2 separate regions of the Danio rerio genome follow, and region 2 is linked to region 1. The links are chromatin contacts, called in public Hi-C maps. All regions are on one chromosome and are shown on one strand. Each heading gives the region's core, a stretch centred on a gene start, on an enhancer-like site or on the middle of the called end of the contact. The rest is flanking DNA. Distances are from core to core; before and after follow the strand shown.

Region 1 (4,955 bases), core at 640-3,139:
GAAATATTGTCTAGAAGTTTGTCTCTTTTCTGCTCTTTTTAACGTACAATGCATTGGCATGAAGCAAACGATCCAAAATAGCTAAACATTCAAATATATATATATTTCACTGCTAATTATTATTATTTGCTTGTATTTGCGTTTTTATTATGGATTTGAATCGTAAATCAGCGCCTTTAGAGCACTTCGCTCACTGTTCACGACGGGTTTATTTCTGGTCTGTAAGCGCCACCTACAGGCAGACAATGAATCATCATTTTATTATTAACAGCTTGTTTTCTAGTATGCATTTTCTGAAGCAGATATGAACAAATTAAGTTTTCAATAGATAATTTATAATTATATAATCAAATAAACAAACAACTGTACATGATACCTACTAGATGTAGCCTCTGTGTGGATCAGGATTACAGTGCAGCAGATGCCTCAAAATGTATGGGAAAACAATGTACAGCCTATGATGAAGCAAGTAAACACCTAATTCATGAAGTCATGTGTATGTATAAACACGATATTGTAAAAATGATCATTGATACATAAATATTTTTCATTATCAGAAAAAAATTAAAAAGTTGGAGGATGCGGGCATCGATCCCGCTACCTCTCGCATGCTAAGCGAGCGCTCTACCATTTGAGCTAATCCCCCTACACGAAGTATGCATCAGGTATGTCGGCAATTGAACACCACCCATGGTATATGTGACGTCCACCAGGGGGATTTATATGCGTAAGTATTAGGAACAGCAAAATAATCGATTAACTATGGCCTATAACACATACATTTTCAATCCAAAATAACATTTATTTTAGCGGTGCTAAAGTACGTTACAAATAGCTAAAATAATAGCTAAAAAATAGCATATTTCACACATTGGGGTCGATTATTTTTTAGTTTTCAATAAATAATAAAAACAGCACAATTCCTGTTCAACAATTGTATTTATTCATTAACAGTCCAAAAATACTAAATCCGAACAAATGTTTTATTCACCGGTCTTCCTTCCGGTACGGAAGTCATAGTCAAAATAAAAGCTAACGTTAGCTATAACAAAACACTTGTTTATCGACTGTGCTCTATGAGCTAACTGATTTGTTTTGTATTATTATTGGTTTATATTAGTATCAGCACGTCTTAAATCTCTATAATAATATAGTTGCTCTTTAACAATGTTAAAACAACATTAAAAACAAAACAATCTAAAGTAAACAGCTTGCACTAGTTGATTGTAAACATTTTAAGCTGGTTTATTTTTTAACCAAACTTCTTGTTTAGTTTTTAAAATATATGTATTCAATAGTACAAAAAGAGCTTAATTATTAACAACATAGCTGCCAAAGCAATTTTGTTTGTTTGTTTGCTTGTTTGTTTAAATGTTTTGAGTCTCGAGATGCTATAATTTAATTCGAGAATAATTTAAAGTCACATTTATAATTCATAAAATATGAGATTTTTGTTTAAAAAGTGCTTGTTTCTATGCATATATTTTCTAAATTATATAATTGTACAAATAATTGTTGTTTACATGAAGCCATTTCACTGAATGTGACTAAAAGAACCAACTACATTTGCTGAGCAAAAGCAAACACAACAATTCAAAGTTATTCAATATTATTTGCTTTATCATGATTATTATTAGCAACTGTAAACCAACACCACATCTATCAAATACAAATAAATATCCACCTCTTAAGTATTAAAAATGACTGAACTACGGTCATACAAGCGAAAATACTAACCAAAAACACAAACCTTTATCGATTGAATAATGCACATTGATGATATTAACGCAGACCTTTAGTGCAAAATGATTGTTGGAAAATTCACACCGGATATGCACATTTACATTTGACAGCCAGACACTTGTCATGCGAAAGAAGCGATAGAAAACAGTCTAGTCATGACAAAATGGCGAGCGGTGTTGGAAGTGAGTATTGCTCTCTATATTTCCATCGTACACATGAATGTCTTGCACGGGGCGGAGGACACATTATAATGGATGCATGTCGAGCGCGTGCAGAATGGATGCAGCGGTGCGCGTGCATGGGCGTTGAGCGATTTGACACGCAGAAGTCATTGATTATGGCAATCATTGGCCGAATCGCCAAAACCCAAACATTCATGACTATATCGACTAGCTTTTGCGAATCACTTCACGTTAAAGAAATGTAAGATGCCGATGATGCGTTGACCGTCTAAAATGGCCCCGTTATTAGTGACTACTTTTCATACATTCTTCTACATCGCAGTGTGGGTCATACAAATGCTGCTCACATGTAAAATGCGCTCATCTCTTTATATTGTGCTTTTATTCCTTGGACAGAACATAAACTGCTGCTGGGCCCGACAGACCCATGGTCAATTAGGGAGAAGCTGTGCCTCGCCTCATCTGTCATGAAGAGTGGAGACCAAAACTGGTGATTTTTATTTGCATAAGGCAAAATAAATTGATGATGTATGAGGGTATTTCTTTGTAAACATATACATCATGTGTGTGTATATGTAATCTATCTATCTATCTATCTATCTATCTATCTATCTATCTATCTATCTATCTATCTATCTATCTATCTATCTATCTGTCTATCTATCTATCTATCTATCTATCTATCTATCTATCTATCTATCTATCTATCTATCTATCTATCTATCTATCTATCTATCTATCGAGACCATTTTAATGTAATGTCATTGGCCCATGAAGATTTCCTGCTTGTTGTCAAACTATTTCATAACTGTAACAAGTGGCAATTTAATCATAACCTAATGTTAAACCAGTGATCATAACATTATTTGTAAATATGTGACTCTTTTTGGATTCTCTGAAACCATAGAAATTAAAAATGTAAGACAGGAAACACGTTGAGACCATTGTTTTTGTTTACATCTCTCAAAATGGTCGATATATTAAAAATTTTACCATATATAATTTTAGTTTTTATCCCAAGCATTAAAAAATGTAAACAACAATGAATGAAACTTTATATTTATTTATTGTATTTTATAATTTATTTTTATATGCATAATTAAATACAGTTAACCCTAACCATATAGTAAGTAATCGTTGTTAATTAATATTCAGTATTTAATACCTAAATGCGCAATTACACTGTAACAAGGACAGCTCAAGATAAGTCAATCTTATCATGATTTGTTTATTCTGACATAAATATTGATTTATTCCATTTCATACTTTGATTCATAACTAATCACTGATGTAATTCAGAACTGCAAAAAAAATAGTTTACTTTAAAATATATCCAAAACTTATTTCAAAAATGTTTACTAACACACACACACACACACACACATGCCTTTTTTTTGTATGATTTAATCAATATTTTAAGTCACGTTTCCCCCTTTGAAAATATCTAATCACATTTAAGTCTGAAATTAGCCTAAACTAGGCCTACATGGAATCTGCGCGTGCAGAATTCCGCAGATTTTTAGCCCATCATTAATTCTGTTTATTTACTTGAGTAAATGTGTGTAAAACTATATTTATTCAGTTTTTAAATTAATTACAGTAATATTATTGACTAATATGAAAATGTTCATCTGATTTATGTACAGTGCAGTTTGTACAGTAATATTTTCTGTCTTTTAATAAATATATTATATGAGAGACTTGCTTTGTTTACCAAATAATGTGAATGTAATTGGATTTGCATCTTAAACATTAAAGTTAAAAATATATAATTTTTAAATTTCACATATTAAGGTTTTAGTTATGATACTCCCAAAATAAATCAGCAGAAATCCGCATATTTTTACCAAAATTCTCAGCAGAAATAGCAAAAAACGTCCGCAGATTCTGTCTGGCCCAAGCCTAAACTCACATGCACCATGTGTTTTTGTTCACTGGGTGTTTTAGGGTTTCCGTGAGTCGAGCCATTAAGCCGTTTGCAGAACCTGGACGTCCTCCTGATTGGTTCTCTCAGAAGGTACTGGTGGGACAGTAGCCTACAACAATCCAGTGATGAGGAAATCTAAAGGCATAGTTCATCCAGAAATTGAACATGCTGTCATTTAACACTCACTTAAAAAAATAATTCTGTCTTTCAGTGGAACAAACATTTAGTTTTGCTAACAAACATCTGCTGCTTTTGCGTGTTAAAAAAAAAAAACAGTTAGAATGAACTGCACCTATAAGGATCAATAAGTGAGACACTGTGTGATGTAAAATTCTTCCAGACACTCTCTCTTGTCTTTTCTTCTGTTTCACAGCATTGTGCATCACAATATTCTGAGCTCCTGGAGACAACAGAGGCGCCAAAGTGAGTCCATTTTCACTCTTATTTATGTTCCAACATCCACAACATTCTTTGCAATGATTAAATTGATAGTTCAGCTAAAATATAAAAAATTGGATGTGGAAAGTGAAGAGGGTTAGGGAGTCGTGGAAGAAAGTGAAAGTGTACAGCGGACAGGGGAGGAGGGCGGTTGAGGAGGGGATCGGTAAAATGAGGTGCCGGATCTGGCATGTTCCGCCACAAATTAAGCCCTGGTGACAAGGATCAAAATACAATGCCTACAGTTGTTCTGTTTTCCTCATTAGCTGTGCATACGTACAGATAAGTTTAAATGTAAGCATTTAAGCAATACTTGTAAGGGTAGATTGATATACCACCAGCAAAATCATCAATAAACACTATTTAGCACAGACATGCAGATGATACAAGTATCTTTTGTTCCGGGGATAATTTACCAAAACATATGGAGCTGATTAAAACAGAAATTAATAAATTGGAATTGTGGTTTGACGTAAATAAATTGTCATTAAATATAAGTAAAACAGGTTATGTTATTTGGGAAATTAAAAATAATAAAGATAAGAGCTGCACAATTAATCGTAAAAAGATCACGATCTCGATTCAACCCCCTAGACAATCTTAATCCAGCACTTCTACGATTCTGTCAATCATATTTTCAAGTTCAGGAAAGAAGCAATGGTGGC
Region 2 (4,955 bases), core at 1,682-4,181, 210 kb after region 1:
GGTCAATCCAAATAAACCTGTAAAATCATCTGGCAAAATTGTATTTATATGGCAATATATATCACAGAAACACAAAATATGGTAATGTCAGATTTTTTCAATATCGCGCAGCCCTAATTCAAGTATACAGATATTTGTTAAACTACTTTCTATGATTCTTCCAAAACTTTGTGGGTTTTTCTGGTTTTCCAAAACTTTTCCAGGCCTGGAAAATGCCATGTCAAAATTCTATGACTTTTCAGGGTTTCTATGACTGTATGAACCCTGGTTTGTTATGTAGAATATCGAAAAAATATATAGCTTAAACGGGCTAATAATTTTGTCATTAAAATGGTGTTTGAAAAATTAAAAACTGCTTTTATTCTAGCCGAAATAAAACAAATAAGACTTTCTCTAGAAGAAATAACATTATCAGACATACTGTGAAAATTTTCTACTCTGTTAAACATCATTTAGACAGGATAATAAATAAATAAATAAATAAATAAATATCTAATATATAATATAAGGGGCGGCTAATAACTCTGACTTGATTTTCAGATTTCAGGCCTGCTTGATCTCAAGTCATAACTCATAATAACTTTTTGTCTGACTGAAGCCATATTGTGTCTGATCAGCAAACTTTGATCAATGACAAAAAAATCAAAACAATTTGAATGTTACCATACAAGTTCCATGTTAACACACTTACCCATTTTAATACATAAAACTTGAGAAAATTTTTCAAATATAAAAATTCACAAAGACGAAAGCTATTATTAAATTTCATAGTTGAAAATATTTTTAAATACATAATATAATTAAATTTATAAGTGCATATAATCTATATAAATGGTAACAATTTCTTAATTAAACGATATTACATTTTACAAACAAAATACTGAAGTAATTTCTTCATGCAGAAATGATTCATGTGTAGACTATCATAACTGTTAAAAGAGGGAATTTAACTATAACTCAATGCTAAAACAGCTACTATAACATTGTTTATCAATATGTTGACCTTTTTGGATTCTCAGAAGCTATAGAAATGAAAACATGTCAAACAGAAAATACATTGGGACTAGGCATGGGATGACAACTGTTTTCAAGGTTTACCGCGGTTTGGAAAAAGTCCAGGTTTTAAAACATTCAAAATTTTCATGTATTTCATTCCTAAGGTATGTGTAAGATTTTTTATTTACGCTTTTTTAGGCCAACATCTTCAGCAGAGTAGATATCCAAATATGTCGTTTTAAATTGTAGAGAAATTTGTGTTTTTGAAGGCAGCAGAAGAACGTGTTTTTTTTTTTTTAGACATTTAAAAGAAAATATTTTAGAGTTGTGATCACAAAACTGTGATATTTCTATCTAAGGCAGTGGTTCTCAAACGTTTTTCATCAAGTACCACCTCGGAAAAAAATTGTCTTTGCAAGTACCACCATAATGAGCAGTTTTGAAATACAGTAGCGTATTAGGTCTAGTAAAGCAGCTTAAGCTCTGTACAGTTTAAAAAAAGAAATAACTCCTGGTTTGTTAGCACCTGGAAAAGTTGCCTAGACCTCATAAATATAGGCTTCATGTCATCATATTCGTATATAAATCATTTTTGATAATTTCTTTAAATATATGTAGCATGTACATATTACATATTTGATTCATCCGCGTACCACTAGAAGAAGGCCTGCGTACCACTAGTGGTACACGTACCACAGTTTGAGAACCACTGATCTAAGGTTATCATAGCATCAGAATTCTAAACCACCCATGCCTAATTGGGACCATTGTTATTGTTTACGTCCCTCAAAATGGTCTAAAGTTTCAACAGATTCAAGGATATTTTTTAAATAATTTAAATAAAATATACTGCTAGTTTTCTAAAACTAATATAGCTTTCATATACTATAACCATAAGTTAAAGATATATTTACACTATAAAGGGATAAATCACAGGGAAAAAAAATAATAACAGACTCTTTATTCTCCCTCAAGTTTATTCCTTCTGTTGAACACAAAAGATATTTTGTAACAAGCTGAAAACATTGACTACCATAGTAAGAAAAACAAATGCAATGGAAGTCAAAATATATTTGTTCAACCGAAAAAATTAAGTTAAACTGGTTTGGAACAAAATAAAAAGTGAGTAAATTATGAAAATATAAAATAACTTTTGGTTGAACCATCCCTTTAAGATGATCATACTGCGTACAAACTGAACCAAATACAACATCATGAGCTCAAATAGTTTTGTGAATTTTGTGCATTTCTTCGTGTTAAATTAAAAATTAGTATTATTCTTTGTCTAGTAGTGTAGTCAATTTGAAACTAGAATGAACTTTTTAAAAGGCTAATATGGGTTAAACCCTGGACTGATCAACCAATGGGCTTAACAAATACCTGAAAAAACCTTAATCTTACCCAGTCTCTCCTTTGTTGATAAACTTCTGTACTTCTTTGACTCCTCGTCGGATCTGTTTAACTTTAGCCGCTAAGAAAATATAAATATAATAATGAATAACACTCATAACCAATGAACAAATGACTGCAACCACGTGTCTGCAACATATTAAACCTACAGACAGCGATATTTAGTATACTTTCATTCACACTCGCAGGCAATAACGTTACTCTTTATGAATGTTAAAAACAAGTTCTGAACACGTGTTTACCTTTCTTGACGCATTTGTAGAGCTTTTTGCTAAGTTTTCGCGATGCTAGCGGGTTTGCGATTGGGTTAATATTAGCTATCAACTCTTGATATGATTTTTCCGTCCCTCCGGTTTCTTCTTCCCCGGCTTTCTCCTTCTTTACCTTTGTCATCTTTTGTTAAAATGTACACAAATATACTTTAGCGATTAACTTAAGGCTGATAGTGTTGCAGGCACAGGATGCAAGGCACAACACACGTGCGGTGACTATAAACGTATTTCCGGTGTTTTTCGAACACTGCAGTATTTCCTCCATAGAGTCGAATAATACATAGATGCCGCTCTCGACGGTGAAGTCTAGATACAGCTGCGGATCATTTTTGTATAACAATAATATTTTATTAGTAATATATTTTTAATATATTGTATAACACTGTATAACAATAATATTTTTACAGTATTGTGACGGTTGAGTTTAGGGGCAGACGTTAATGAAATACCATTTATTTATTTATAATAAATAAGTGCGGCAAAACGGCCGTTTTTACATCACTGTATAAGCTGGCTTTAGGGTTGGGGCAGACGCTAATAAAATACAATAAATAGGAAACTTAATAAACAATATAAATGATTACTGTTAATTTCCGGCCGCAACCGTATCTGAGCTAGAAACCGCTCCAGACTCCGTCCGCCAACGGTAAATTTAGCTTGCACTTACCACTTCGATTTTAATTTATAAAGAAACTGGACATTTAGAGGGGGAAATGTAGGTATTTTATAATGGCATCTTAATTCATGGTTTTATCAGCAGTATTGTGGGGAAATCATTTTACAATCTAAAGTCATTTGGAAAAATTAGTTAAACGTGTTTACTTTTCAAGAATGTATATGTTATTGTGAAAGATTACTTTTTATTATACACATCAACTAATGCATTCGTGTTGCTAAAAATACATTAAAATCTATTGTAGATATATTCACACTTGCTTGTTTTTACAGTCAACTTCTCGAATATTTTGCTCGTTACATGGCAGAATCTAAAAGAGGCATCTATGTATCTACATCTAGAATGTCGTGTTTTTGAGTTGTTTTAAAAACACTGACCCCTAGTGCACAAAATGAACAAACGAAAAGAAAAGACTTTTATTCAGTCATCAGCCTCACACATCCACTCAAAACTAAAGAGTTTCCATCATTTACAAAAAAAAATTGCATGAGTAAAAACTCAGCTTAAATGAAAATGTAAATAGATTACAGTTTCAGTTCTTCTTCTAAGCTACAAAAAATATGTAAACTATCAGGGCAAACTATTTCAAACAGAATAAATACATAAATATTTTTTATGTTCACTTTATCTCCCAAATAGCACGAAGCTCATTTGCACTTTGGATGCATATCTATATATAATGTGCATTTCTCCCATCCAAAAGAGAAAACGTTTGTCTTTTGTTTTGGATACTGGTGGCCTTCAACACTTTACACATTCAACAACTTTCTGGAAAGGTTACAATAATGCTATATGCATTAAAATTAGTGACCATGAACTAAACGTTTGCTAAAGGTTTACAGCATTTACTAATATCATGGACAATGAACTAATTAGATATACATCTACTAAACATTACCATGATGAATAAACGCCTTAAACATGATTGTTCATTGTTAATTCATAACCAAATCCTCAACTGTTGTTAAACACACATCATCAAACTGTAGTGTTACTAATATTCTCACCAATCTCATATGCTGCTTTTCCCTCTAAACTAGTATCACATACGGAATCCACTATAATAAAGGCGTAAAGTGCATTTCCCGGGTCAATTTAACACTGCAACACACAAAAAGACAACCTTTCCAGACATTAAATGGGCACTGGACATTGTGTAAATCAGGGGTTCAAAACAAAAACTGGTGTAGAAGCTTACAACAACAAAACATTTATAAATACATATAAATAACCATTACTTCAAAGAGTAAGTCAAACATGTAGTCGTCTAGAGATGTAAGAACAATAGCATCGTACAAACTATGAATGTACAAAAGCATTAGCGGGACAAGAAGTGAACCAAAGTCCTGTCACCGCTCTTGAGTCTTGACAGCGATACCCACGAGGGCATGGCGAATGGTGCGTCCGTGCAGCATGTAACCGTCTTGCTTGACCATGGCGATGGTTCCAGGCTCCGCGCCCTCGGCTGGAGTATGGCAGACGATTTCGTGCTGATAGGGGTCATATGTGGTTCCCACAGGGGTCATCTTCTCCAGTCCGTGCTTGGTGAAGATGTCCTGCAGCCGCTCCTGAATGTGTGCCAGGTTTTGTGCCAGCTGCTG

What was found. A called contact is a pair of places that touch in the nucleus more often than the background predicts.
Region 2: a Hi-C map of hematopoietic stem cells shows a contact between it and region 1, with 2.7 times the contacts expected there. The contact joins the promoter of nhp2 here to the promoter of brd8a in region 1. A contact is called at or near these places in 2 of 18 Hi-C or Micro-C datasets (caudal fin and hematopoietic stem cells).

Annotation. Positions count from the first base shown.
Region 1 is chr21:32,845,201-32,850,155 of GRCz12tu, forward strand. brd8a (bromodomain containing 8a) reads left to right here and starts at 1,890. Exons shown (of 18, transcript XM_073935993.1): 1 at 1,890-1,925; 2 at 2,322-2,415; 3 at 3,873-3,942; 4 at 4,226-4,275. trnaa-agc (transfer RNA alanine (anticodon AGC)) reads right to left here and starts at 646; the gene lies at 574-646.
Region 2 is chr21:33,053,520-33,058,474 of GRCz12tu, forward strand. It overlaps nhp2 (NHP2 ribonucleoprotein homolog (yeast)), which reads right to left and starts at 2,932. Exons shown (of 4, transcript NM_212597.2): 1 at 2,649-2,932; 2 at 2,398-2,467. The coding sequence starts at 2,799. It overlaps grpel2 (GrpE-like 2, mitochondrial), which reads right to left. Exons shown (of 4, transcript NM_001288663.1): 4 at 3,747-4,955. The coding sequence ends at 4,704.